Regions from separate parts of the Sus scrofa genome. Here region 1 is linked to region 2. The links are chromatin contacts, called in public HiChIP or PLAC-seq maps. All regions are on one chromosome and are shown on one strand. The core of a region is the stretch at or near the end of the contact, and the rest is flanking DNA. Distances in the headings are between cores, read along the strand shown. Region 1 holds the start of NIPBL (nipped-B-like protein). Region 2 has its middle 110 kb from the start of NIPBL.

The links. HiChIP or PLAC-seq counts read pairs in DNA pulled down with a chosen protein or histone mark.
Region 1: an H3K27ac HiChIP or PLAC-seq map of skeletal muscle shows a contact between it and region 2. The contact joins the promoter of NIPBL here to the enhancer-like site in region 2. A contact is called at or near these places in 5 of 5 promoter capture datasets (fetal liver, fetal skeletal muscle, liver and 1 more), 22 of 47 Hi-C or Micro-C datasets (adipocytes, alveolar macrophages, blood and 14 more) and 2 of 2 datasets of contacts at active chromatin or transcription factors (alveolar macrophages and skeletal muscle).

The regions. Positions count from the first base shown.
Region 1 is chr16:22,148,400-22,154,652 of Sscrofa11.1, reverse strand. NIPBL (nipped-B-like protein) reads right to left here and starts at 2,184. Exons shown (of 47, transcript XM_021076592.1): 1 at 1,759-2,184.
Region 2 is chr16:22,039,437-22,045,600 of Sscrofa11.1, reverse strand. No RefSeq gene overlaps it. Among named protein-coding and RNA genes, the nearest start is that of NIPBL, 110 kb to the left of the region's middle. Within about 2 kb of position 4,025, at least 11 of the 83 cell types and tissues checked have an H3K27ac peak or open chromatin away from gene starts, as enhancers often do. A contact at or near this core is called in skeletal muscle, where this site is marked.

The DNA.
Region 1 (6,253 bases), core at 935-3,434, 110 kb before region 2:
AACAGTGTCTAACAGGAGCAGGCAGCACAAAGACAGGAATGGGAGATTAGTGGGAGGGAGGGAGGCCGGGATTGGGGCTCAGCAGGAGCTTCAGGCTTTTTAAAATTCAAACTGCTCCCTGACCAATACAAATCACGGACACGCTACTGACTACTACACGGATTTATAGCATTAAAAACATGCCTAGTACGTGACAGCTATATTAACTTCACTCTTCTTAACTTTATTCATACGTTTGCAGGAAATGTGCAACAATTTATTTTAAGCAGAGGGCTAAACTCAAAAGTAATCTTCAGAAAACTTCCTTATTCTACAATGGCAATAATATCTAATGAGACACAAAATATGTAACACCCACTAATAAAACAAGGGACGTTGTTGATCAGTGTTGCTTCATTTTAACCAATGAAAGTTTTCCTTCAGTGAATATGAGACAAAGTATCAAAATAGCCCAACCCAGGTCCATTTATTTTTCTATGCAATTTGTATGGCTGAGGACTTTTAAATTGGTTTTTCCCTTATACCAACCTACACTACTAACGCCACCATAAATAAGCTCTATACACTTAACTTACTTGTGAACTAGAATTTGTTAAGATAGAACTGGTATTTTTCTCCAGCATTACAGATACATTTGACCTATTAAAATGACACCTCTCTCATTACACAGTCAAACATCATGGGCACAAACAGCCAATGGCAATCCTGGGACCTCAAGAAGATCTGCCCTGACATGAAAGGATGGCACCTTGTACATTTTTTTTTTTAACCTCCCAGGGATTTTAAGCATAACTTATTTTCTACCCTTTTAAGAAAATTGGTTGTACCTGTATGTCACTACCATTCTCAGAACATTGAAAATTCTTTCTAAGCTTCTACACGTTTAGATCAGGAAGTACCTGAGTGTTTCATGCAAAGTCGTTTAAAACTGTCCTTATATAACGCACACAAATATAAAGTGGCAGGATAAACCTGTCAAGTACTTTATACTTGTCTTTGAATAAAAAGTCCATGTGCAACACACTGTCAAACAACAACATAAAAGCTCTCTGCGTGGTTGGGGAGGTCATATGTAGTGTCTACCACACTATGGTTTTCTGTATTAAATATTCATGTGGACGATTTAATTCTTTTTAAAAAGAAAATGAGTCTTTATTAACTTTCCAACGTCCAAACAAGTTTTACACAGGAAAAGAATTACCACTGGATCCGTGTCTGAGTATTTACATTTGTCTCACTAACTGAAACTACTTCCTCCCTTCATGGGGTCACAGGGGGAAGAAGGGGGGTTGTTTGTTTCACTGGGACGTTCCCCACTCCCGGACCAGGAAAGTTGTAAATATGGGGACGATCAGGGCACATTTGCTGTTAGTTGTATTGTTTCCGCCTCCTCACTAGCTACGGCTCTTCTCCCGGGCGAGGCCTGTCACCGACCAGCAGTAGCTCCGCTCAGCCCGGAGCTCTCCTAATCCCCGAGCTCAAGTAGATTCCGCTGGCCCGCGGCCTGCACTCTCCGCCGGGCCTACGCCTCCCCGGCCGCCCGGCAGGAGCCCAGTCCCCGCCACCGGAGCCGGCCGGGAGAGGGTACAAAACCACCGCCACCCAGGGCGGCTGCCACCAGAGAGGAGCGAACTCTAGACTCGCCCGTGGAGGAGACCTGGGGCCGCTAAGGAAACGGCCGGGAGGGGAGCGAGGAGGAGAGACGCTGAGGACCTGGCGCCGCCGCCGCCGCCGCCGAAATAAAGAGCAGGAATTTACCTGGGCGAATCGGCGTCTGAATCCAAGGGGAGGCCGAGGCCGCTGTGGCGAGAGACTATAATCCGGGCCGGGAGGGGGGGTGGCTACGGCTCCTCTTCCGTCTCCTCAGTGCGGGGAACATGTAGAGCCGGGGGGAGACCAGCCGAGAAGACAAATCGCTGCTTCTTCTTCCTCCTCCTCCTCCTTCTCCCACATAGAAACACTCGCAAACACCCGACCAGGGGCCCGAGCTACCGGGGGGGCATCGCCGCCGGCCCGGGAACCAATCCTCCTGTCGGCGGGGGCGTCCCTCCCTGCGGCTTGGTGGTGTCGGGTGAGTCGGTACCGACGGAGGGAGGGGGGGAGGGCGGGGGGGAAAGGAGCCCTGTGTGTGTCTCTCTCTCTCGTTCCGTCTCTCCCTCGCAGAACAAAATGCCGACCGGAAGTGCAGCTGCAGGAATGACTCCCTCCGCCGGCGCCAAACACTAACAACCACCCCCTCTTCCCCACTCCACTTCCGCCACCGCCGCGCCGCCGCCACCACTTCAGCTCGCGTCCTCGGCCGCGCCGGACTGCACGGCCCGCGCCTCTCCGCACCGCACCCCGGCCCGGCGGCGGCCGGCAGCCGGCAGAGAGCAGGCGGTGGTTCTCTTCTGCGCCTTTCTCCTCCTCAGGGCGGCTGTGGATGTTGCCTTTTATTGTCGATCCTACGTAGCGGCGTTTTCGCTGCGGCACGGACGGGCCGGGTCTTCCTGTTCTTTATTTTCCTGGAGGCCGACCGGAGCGGGCCCCGAGTTCGGTGGTGGTCGTGTGCGTGGGGGGCGCTCAGGTCCGGACCGGCTCGTAGGCCGCTCACGCCGTTGCAGCTGCTCGTCATTAGCTCTCGGGAGCCGAGCTCGGGGCGGCCCCATAGAGGACGCCCGCAATCCGACGGCTACCGTGCATTTTTTAAATGGTTTCCCTGCAGCCGGGTGGATGGATGTATCGTAATGTACGCCCTTCTCTCCTTCTGAGAGGCCGAACTTTACGCCCGTCTCTGCATTATTTCTGCGGAGTAAGAACGCACCCCTTGGAGGAGAAGAAGATTCTCAGCTGGATTGAATTGGAGTCGCGTTTATGATGCATTTATTTCTGGAAATATGTGGTCTTTTCTGGTCTTGCTTTTTGTTGGCGGCGGTTTGGGCTCTTGCCTAACAGTCGGGATAAAGGCCTGTAGGCGACGCTGTTCGAGCCAGGAGCCGGCTCAGCGGGCCCGGAGCGCGCGAGTCCGCGCCCCCCACTAGGTGTGGGTGGAGCCGAGCGCGCGACGAGAGCCGGCGGAATGCGGGCCGCGGGTGGGCCTGGGGCCAGCCGATTTCAGACACCGTTTTCCTCTTTGCGTTTCAAACAGTGAGGTACCACTGGCCAAGGCTGGAGAACAGATGCGATTATGTGTACCGCGCCCTTTGTGTCTCTTACTGAAACACATGAATTAACTTTATCGTTCCGCAGTTCACTATTAACGTTTACTAATGTAAATTACAAGGGGGCTATTCTTCAGGTAAAAAGTGCATAGGTAAGAGAATTTTACTCAAATAGGACGGAATTTGTGGTATACTTTTCTGCATTTCGTTGAGTCGTACGTAAATTATATTGTTTATGTATTTGTATGTGTACCATTACGCCAAAAGTAAATAGGAAAATTTGCCTACAGGTTATTCCTTCTGCCTCAAAAATCTCTCAAAGGATTAAATCGGATCTTGTCGCTCTTTTACTCTAGGCCCTGCAATTGCTCGGCATCTAGCTGAGAGTAAAAGCCAAAGCTTTGACCGCAGCCCCAAGGCCGTGCGCGCGGTGGGGAGGGGAAGGGGGGAGGAAGCTCCTAGGAGAATGATGTAAGTAAACTCCAGGAGGGCATGAGGTTTTGTTTTTCTCCACTGATGTTTTAGGGAGAAAATAATGTTACACACACAGTAGATGCTTAATATTTGGTTAATGAATGACAATTATAAGGGCCTTGGCGGCCCCCCCCCGCCACACACACTAACTTCCCATCTCTGTCCCTTACATGGGTATGTGAGAGAACTTTATGAAAGATTTCTGAAAACAAAAAATACTAGGGAAAAAAATGCAAGTTTATTACAAACTTCTAGGAAAACACACTACTTCTAGACATTGAAAGCCCTCCACAACACCAGAAGCCCTCAAAATAGTGATAATTATTTGTTTTTAGGTTTCTGTAAATGGGCTTGCTAGTGGACAGTCCATTATTAGATTATATGATCATATTCATGTTGGGCAAGTTAGCTTTCTTCCTGAGTCACAAACTTCGTTCTTCATCCTGTCTGCCCTCTTTCTTGAAAAATGCTATTTTCACTAAAGTCTGAAAATTTGGTTGGCTTAGCCCAAAGCCAGCATTACTGGAAAAGTTCATTCAGCAAATCTGTGTCAGGTACAAAGTGCCCGGCACGATGATTCAAAAGGTGCGCGTTTCTGAAGCTTAAAGGACCACATACGGCTATTTTGGTTACTACTCAATTATGCTGTCAAGCAAAGCAAACGCTAGTGAGATTTATTTTTACAGTTTCCTTCTGGAGAAAAGGTTCAGTGAAAGCTGAAGTCAGGCTTAGTGTGGATATTTTAATTCATCTTTTAGTTTGCTGTTCATTTACATTTACTTTATGATAGCACCAGGTATACCAATAAATTAATTGATAATTTTTTTTTGAAAACTGAAACAGGTGGAGAGATTTTATTTCCTGGTGGTTGGATAGACAGGGTATTTATGTTAAAATACATATGTCAGTATACGAACAACTATGCTATAAGACTTTGTCAGTGGTATTACAAATAATCATATTTTATGTATGGAATTTTTTTGACAAAGGACGGTCTTGGTAGGTATTTTATAACCATCAATTAATTAAACATTGTTTAATCCAAGTTTGTTCATTATAAGTTTACCTATTAATCTTGAGAACAGTTTTAAGTAATATACAGCTGGCTCAGAATTGTTTTTCACTCAATTTCAAAACACTAATATTTCAGTTTGCTCAGAGAAGTACAATTATATACTTAAATGTTTCTGGTAAACTGATAATTTTGCATGTCTAGGTAACAAAATTCTTGGCATTATTGTAGCATTTAAAGTTTCAGATATTTTTCAGTTCCTTCCCTCATTTACTTATTAAGGACTTACTAGGTGCTAGAATCAGCTTTATGATGGGCACCTTCTATACTATGGTAAATAAAAATAGTCTCTGCCTTTAAGTGTTTTAACTTGTGTACAGTTTATACCAATTTTTTTTCCAAATCGTAGAGATAATGAAATTGTTTTAATGCATATCCGTGCATTTCTCCATTAAATTAATTGTTTTGCTTGCCTAAAGTATACAAATTGAGATCTTGTGTAAGATCTATTAATATCTTAGTGTTTATTAAATTGCCCTGTTTTTTGGTTTTGGGTTTTGTTTTGCCTAATATTTTCATCAATACCATCCATTTATTTTACTCTTACATTTGGAAATCTTTATGTCCAAAATCAATTGATTTATGGTGGCCTTATGTTTTATTGTTATATCCTTGATTTATCAATTCTTAGTTTGTAGGGTAGCCCAATAAACTTTTTAATCGAAACTAATACTGCCTCCTTGCTTTAAGTATTGAGTTGCACTACTCATTTTATTTGCCAGTTATTAAATTAAATAACTATTTTAATAATTATTAATATTATTTCTGGGTATTCCCATATATATCCTTGATTAGTAAACTGCAAACAATTTGATAAGATATTTTAAAATGGATGTTAAGTATTAACTTGAATATCATCGAGAACTGGTACAATTGGCAAATTATCAATTTTATTGAAAATATTTTATCTTCAAGATAATCTGTCATAAAATGATAGAAATGAAAAATTTTAGAAAATCTTATTTTATGCCTACAAGTTCTGTCATTTGTTAGTGATAAAATTAACTTACAGAAACAAATTTTTAAAAGTAAAAGACGTATGTATATTCTGTAGATTATTTCAAACTACCAAAATTATTTCATGCAGAGGATAATTAAAGTTACTTTTAGGATGGCTTATTTTAACTTTGATAAAGAGTTAATTATAGCTGTTGATCGGAAGTTGAGCTACAAAAATATCAGTCTGTAAATGTTTTTATTTCAAGTTTTCAAAGTAAATACCTTAATCAAATTTGTGATAGTGTTTATGATTATTCAACATATTTTATCCATTTTTGTTAAGATGATAGAAATGAGTGGTTCTTTTTCCCTGGATGACTTTCTTCATGTTAGCCTTTGGGAATAAGCTTTGTCTTTTCATTAATCCTTCTTGCCTCTAATTAAGGATTTTGTCTAAATTTTTAGATTTTTATTATTCATACCATCCATTTATAATTCTATAACTTTCCTATGTTGTTTTATATTTTTGTGTATCTGTAACTTATGTTCCTGAATCAAAGTGATTGGTTATGGGTTATATTACATTTCAAGTTGCACTGTGCACTGAATACTGTAGGGTCCCCCAAAA
Region 2 (6,164 bases), core at 2,776-5,275:
ATAACTTGTCTTTGCTGCCTTTGAAAATCAGATGTTGATGCCACTGCCACCAACACCTATCTCCGTAATAGAACTGGACAGCTCTCCTTTTAATTAGTGTCTCAGGGGGATACATCTAATAAATCGAGCCACAGGAAGGCTGAGAAATTCAGAGCCTGGCATTTCCAACTTTTATAGTAGGAAATGGGCTCTTCCTCAGGAGTGGAGATGAGACTGAAGAGGGAGATTTTTCAAACAATTGGAAAGAGGCTCTGTTAGTGGGCGACCAGAAGAATGACAAATGCCCATCTGAGACAATAATAGAACTATGGTCTGTAAATATGTTCATTTGATTCCTTATTCTTCCTCCTGGAATTAATATTGAGATGTTTTAAATTTTAAAGGTGTTGGAGTTCCCGTCGTGGCTCAGTGGTTAACGAATCCGACTAGGAACCATGAGGTTGCGGGTTCTATCCCTGGCCTTGCTCAGTGGGTTGAGGATCCGGCGTTGCTGTGAGCTGTTGTGTAGGTTGCAGACATGGCTCAGATCCCGAGTTGCTGTGGCTCTGGTGCAGGCTGGCAGTTGCAGCTCCGATTGGACCCTTAGTCTGGGAACCTCCATATGTCGTGGGTGTGGCCCTAGAAAAAGGCAAAAAGACAAAAAAATAAAAAATACAAAAAATTTTTAAAGGTGTATCTTTACTTTTTCTGCTTGCAAAATTACATTTTGCTTGGGAGAAAAAAATTCCATTATTAATTTCAGTGTTCTTTTTTTTTCAGTGGATTTTTTCCTACACACATCAAGATATTTTCTTTTACCATAAAATTAAAAACCTTTTTCACGGTGTATTTGGAAAATAATCAGAAAAGCTAGTAGGAAAGAACAATAGACATCTTTATTCTTATCTATTGTCATTTGTGTTGGTTTTTAATTCTTTCGGTGTCTATTAGCAAAAGAGAGTAACTGGTGCCCATGCTGTGCCAGGGTTTGAACCAGCTTCAGATTAGCTGATTGCATCCCTGTGATTTTTAACTCCCACTGGTTTTTTTTTTTTTTTTTGGTTTCTCTAAATCTAATTACTGATTTTATGGTTCTCAACATTGCTGATGATGAAAGCTTTTTCCCCTTTTCTTTTTTCCTGGATACTGTGCCTAGCTCTACCAAAATCATGACAATATGTTGGTGACTTTTACAAACCAATAATGCTATTTGTAAAGTTTACCAACAACATTCCCTGTGGCAACTTCTTCAATTCTCTGTTTCCAAAGTGCTCATTTGAAACAGATTTTGAATTCTTTCAGCATCAAGAGTCCCCATATTTTAAAATAAACGGTACCAGTGAAAGTAACCGTATGTGGAGTTCCCATGTGGCTCAGCGGAAACGAATCCGACTAAGAACCATGAGGTTCTGGGTTCGATCCCTGCCTCACTCAGTGGGTTAAGGATCCAGCATTGCCGTGAGCTGTGGTGTAGGTCAAAGATGCGGCTCAGAGCCTGCGTTGTTATGGCAGTGACTGTAGTGTAGGCCGGCAGCTATAGCTCTGATTAGACCCCTAGCCTGGGAACCTCCATATGCCATGGGTGCGACCCTAAAAAGAAAAAAAAAAAAAAAAAAAGTAACTGTGTGGACTGCCAGTAAAAATGAATTACTCTCTGCCAGGTTGGATATTTGCTGCTCCTCTCTCCTGGAAGTTTTGGGAAGAAATTTTGATTTTATTTTAATGTAAGGGTGGAGGCAAAGAAAACTTTCAGAATGTAGAAACACCCTAATGATTTTTCATTAATCATCAGTGTTTGACAGTTCATTTTTACCCAACAGAATTTGTTAGACAGCGTATCCAGATAGGCTCTGCTGGACTCTCCTTGTGAAACAAGTGTAACTTTTGTAAAACTGAAAAGTCTAATTTGGATGCTGTGTAGAGATATTTTTTCCAGTCTCTGCCCCAACTGTGCTAGGTAGAATCATCTTTATTCTTTTTCACCTGTATCTCAAGGAGATGGTGCTGAATGGCCTCTAATCGCTCCAGTTTATTCTGCCAAGTACTCAGTTCCCCTAAGGAGGCACTTTGCCATGTGAGTTGTGCAGAGCAAGTACCAAAAAGCAGGAGTGGCGCACCCCTCATCTCTTGGTGCAGTAATGCCAACAAAACATTGCAGAGAAAAAAAAAGGAATTTTAAAATTGTAAAGATCCTTCTAACCACCAAGAGATGAGAGCTGTCCTGCCCCTGCTTCTCTCTGGTACTCACTATGCACGACTGAGTGCCCCGTTAGGGAACTCTTGAGTACTTGGCAGAATAAATCAGAGCTAACACAGGTCATCCAGTGTGAAGCCTCAGTTTGAAAACGTTCTGCTTAGCCATTGATAACTTGTGGGACCAAAACAACTCTGAAAGATGTTATGGTCTGTGATCTATGTGGGTCCTGAGGCCTGGGAGGTCTTAATGACAAGCAGAAAGCATGTGGGGTTATTCTGACCCGTCCGACTCAGCAGGATTTGAAGACGCCCTCTGAGCTCCTACAATCCATGGTGTTCAAATGGGGACCATGTATCTATGATGGATGTGTGTATAATTAATGTTTTAAAGGACATATTAAATGGACTGTTGCTTATTGGTACTACATTTTATTTTAAAACAGATTTATGCTGGTTTGGTTTAAAACACAAAATTCTTCTCTTTCTGGGAGAATATGTTGTAACAGGATCCAGCTATTGATTCAATACATATTGATCACCTACTATGTGTGAGACACTAGGTTAGAATATATATTCTGTCTCTCTGTGTATCCCTCCACCTTTCTCTGTGTGTGAGTGTGTGTATTTTATATATATATATAAAATACATACATAAACATATATATGTGTGTACATATGATCTATATAGAGAGGATACACACAAAACTGGTGGTACAGTGAATTTAGTGAATTTACTAAATAATGTAGCACTATTGTTTAAGCTGTTCGTATGAGTTATTCTGCCGTGTTTAACCTCTTGAATTACGATATTGTGTAGTTATTCAGTACCTCTCGTTTGGGTTTTGGCTCCCCATCCAGTCTCTGAGTTTTTCCAGGTTGGACTGTAGAGCAGGCTCTGCCTTCCTTCCACTCTTGACCCCTTAGCGGTAATCAGCTGAGAGCTCTTGCTAAGCATCAAACTGGTGCAGACTTTTATCGGAGAGAAGAGCTACATTTCTCCAAAAGCCATGTCTTTGCCACAAAATTTGAAGTTAATGTGTTAACACGGCAGGACACTGATGGAAAGGTGGCAGAGAAAGGCATACACATTACACAAACTTGCAGGTGTCTAGAAATCACCTAGGAGTTTGTTCAAGAGAAGACTGCGAATCAGTAGGTCTGGGGCAGGGCCTGAGATGCTGAATGGCACAAGCTCCCACGTGACGCCGGGGCTGCCGGCCGGTGGACCACGCTTGGCCTAAGCAAGGTATTTGCAGTGGCCTCATCAGAGAGCAAACCCTGATAACGGTAGATGAAGGAGTCAGAGCACTCCCTGCATCCTTGGCTGCTCCCCAACCCCCACCCCACCCCACTCTCACCTCCACTAGCCCGCCTATGGCCGAGCCTGGCTGGCCTCGGGGCGCTGTTTGCAGCACCCGCGAGGGCCTACCCTCTCCCTTTTCTGGTCGCCTCAGTGCCCCGAGCCAGAGTCGCAGCGCAGCCGCCAGGTGAACGCAGTCCCCAGGAGCCCACGACGAGACTCACTTGGGACGTCTGCAATCGCTCTCCGCTGAGACTGTGCAGACCGGTTTTACCCGTCCCCTTTCGCGGGAGGCTACCGACCCAACTTCAGACGTTCGGAGAAGGCAGGCGTCCTTCCCCATCCTCCTTCCCACCTTCTAGTCGCTTCTTCATTTTTCTACCTGACACTCCCGAAGCCGCAGAAAGCAGGGACCCAGCACAGCAGCTGGTCGAGCACCGTCTCCAGCGACGTGTGTGAAACTGTTCCACCCCAAACACAAACACCAGCCACTGACATGTTGTAAGAAACGCCACAGTTGGATAACTGCGGAACCAAAACAGACCAAATGGGGAGGCAAGGAGGGAAAGCAATTGGCCCAGTTCGGTTGGAGAAGCGGCTCGTGTTACACTCCCTTTGCCAGTTAGCGTCGTGGGCGTTTGTTGCTGTGTTAATTACAGTTCTTCCCGGAGTCGGAGGCGAGAACAGCCCTTGTGGAACGATTTCAAGTGGAACGTTCCACTAGGAGAAAACAACTGCCTTCCTCCCCAGCTGGGGAGGGATTCCCACCAGGCGGCACTCGGGCAGCAGTGGCGGCGAGGCTGCCCCGCGGTGCGCGCGCTATGCGCGCTGCGCCCCCACGAGCCTCTCACCCTCTCGAGTCTGAGTGCAGCTCAGAAAAGGGGACTCGAGAAAAAGGGTGGGGGAAAAATGTATACGTGTAAGGATAACTTGATCCCCTTGCTGTACAGTGGGAAAAAAAAATAAATTAAAAAAAAAGAAAGAAAGAAAAGGGGACTCGCCGTGCCTGGGACCCGCGCGCACGGCCAACAGCAGATATGTTGGCTTCTCCTAAGGGCACATCGAGGGCGGGAGAGAGGGCGCCCTTCAGTTTTTCTGGTTTTCTCTAGGGTTCCTGGGAGCTTCTGGAGTTGGAGAGGGAGCGCGGGAGACCACCTGTTTCATCTTTAGGTGGGCAGGATGAAGGTGGTTCTGGGGGAATCAGGGATGAAAGCGAGATAGTGAGGCAGGAGAGGAAATACATGGCCTTACAGACAAAATGATCTAGCTTCAAAATCATAAATTTTGTGACCCTGGGCATGTTGATACTTGTCTGAGCTGCGGTGTTACACCTGCCTCACAAGGTCGTGAAGCGCGAACACACTTGAGTGGTATTGACTGTGTTAGGGGATTCTTCTAAACAGTCTTCACAATGACCTTATAAAGGGGCACGTTTTATTTTATTATTTATTTTTTATTTATTTTTTTATTTTTAGGGCTGCACTTAGGGCATATGGAGCTTCCAAGGCTAGGGGTCTAATCCGTGCTACAGCTGCTGGCCTACAGCTACAGCAACGCCAGATCTGTCAGATCTGAGATGCCTCTGTGACCCATACCACAGCTCATGGCAACGCAGAATCTAAAGGGCATTTTAAATTTATTTTTATTATTATTATTTTTGTCTTTTTGCCTTTTCTAGGGCCGCTCCTGCGGCATATGGAGGTTCCCAGGCTAGGGGCCTAATCAGAGCTGTAGCCACCCACCTAAGCCAGAGCCACAGCAACGCCAGATCCGAGCCACATCTTCCACCTACACCACAGCTCACAGCAACGCCGGATCCTTAACCCACTGAGAAAGGCCAGGGATCGAACCTGCAGCCTCATGGTTCCTAGCCGGATTCGTTAACCACTGCGCCCCGATGGGAACTCCAAAAGGGGCATTTTTAAATTGCCATTTCACAGATGGGAAAAGAGTCCTAGAGATGTTCACGAATGTGCCTAAGGTCACACTGATGAGTGGTAGGGCGAGGATTTGAAACAAGGTGGTCTAGCTCCAGAGTTTATGCTCTAACCACTGCTGCTAAACTACCTGTTAAATGAAGATGTGCATGTAAAGTATCTGGAACAGAGCAGGGCCATAGCTATTCTTATTTCCATTACTGCAGGCCCGTAAACATCAAAATGAGCCTAGCTAAGTAATGGACTCATTATTGATTTAGAAGGGAAGTGGCTGAGGGGGTGAGGGACCAGGTGGTAATGGGAAGTCGGTCAAAGACAGCTGGACAGGGAATGAGGCATTAGAAGTGTGGATCCCAGCTCCAACCTCATCAGTGGGTCCACACCACTACCTTGCCAGGTGTGCCCACACCTTAGACATGGCTAAAGACCCTAGAAAACTCATCAGGCAAAGCCACGGGGTCAGGGTGGCTCATTTATAAGGGACTTGAATCTGTGAGTCTATACTAAAGTCTTTCGTCACCTACCTACTGCATATCACTTACTGGAAGACAGTACGAAAAACACTCAACTGTTGGTTTTCCTGCCATTTCGAAAAAAACGCATTTTTCTGCAGTGTTATTTGGGCTTCTTAAGAGTAAAATTCTTGGAATTGACTCAACAGCTGCCATCCAAAAACCACGGTGTGCACTTGAAACTGCCTTTTATGCACACTTAAAGGCTGGCACAGATGCCTGGGATAATATATGGGAAAT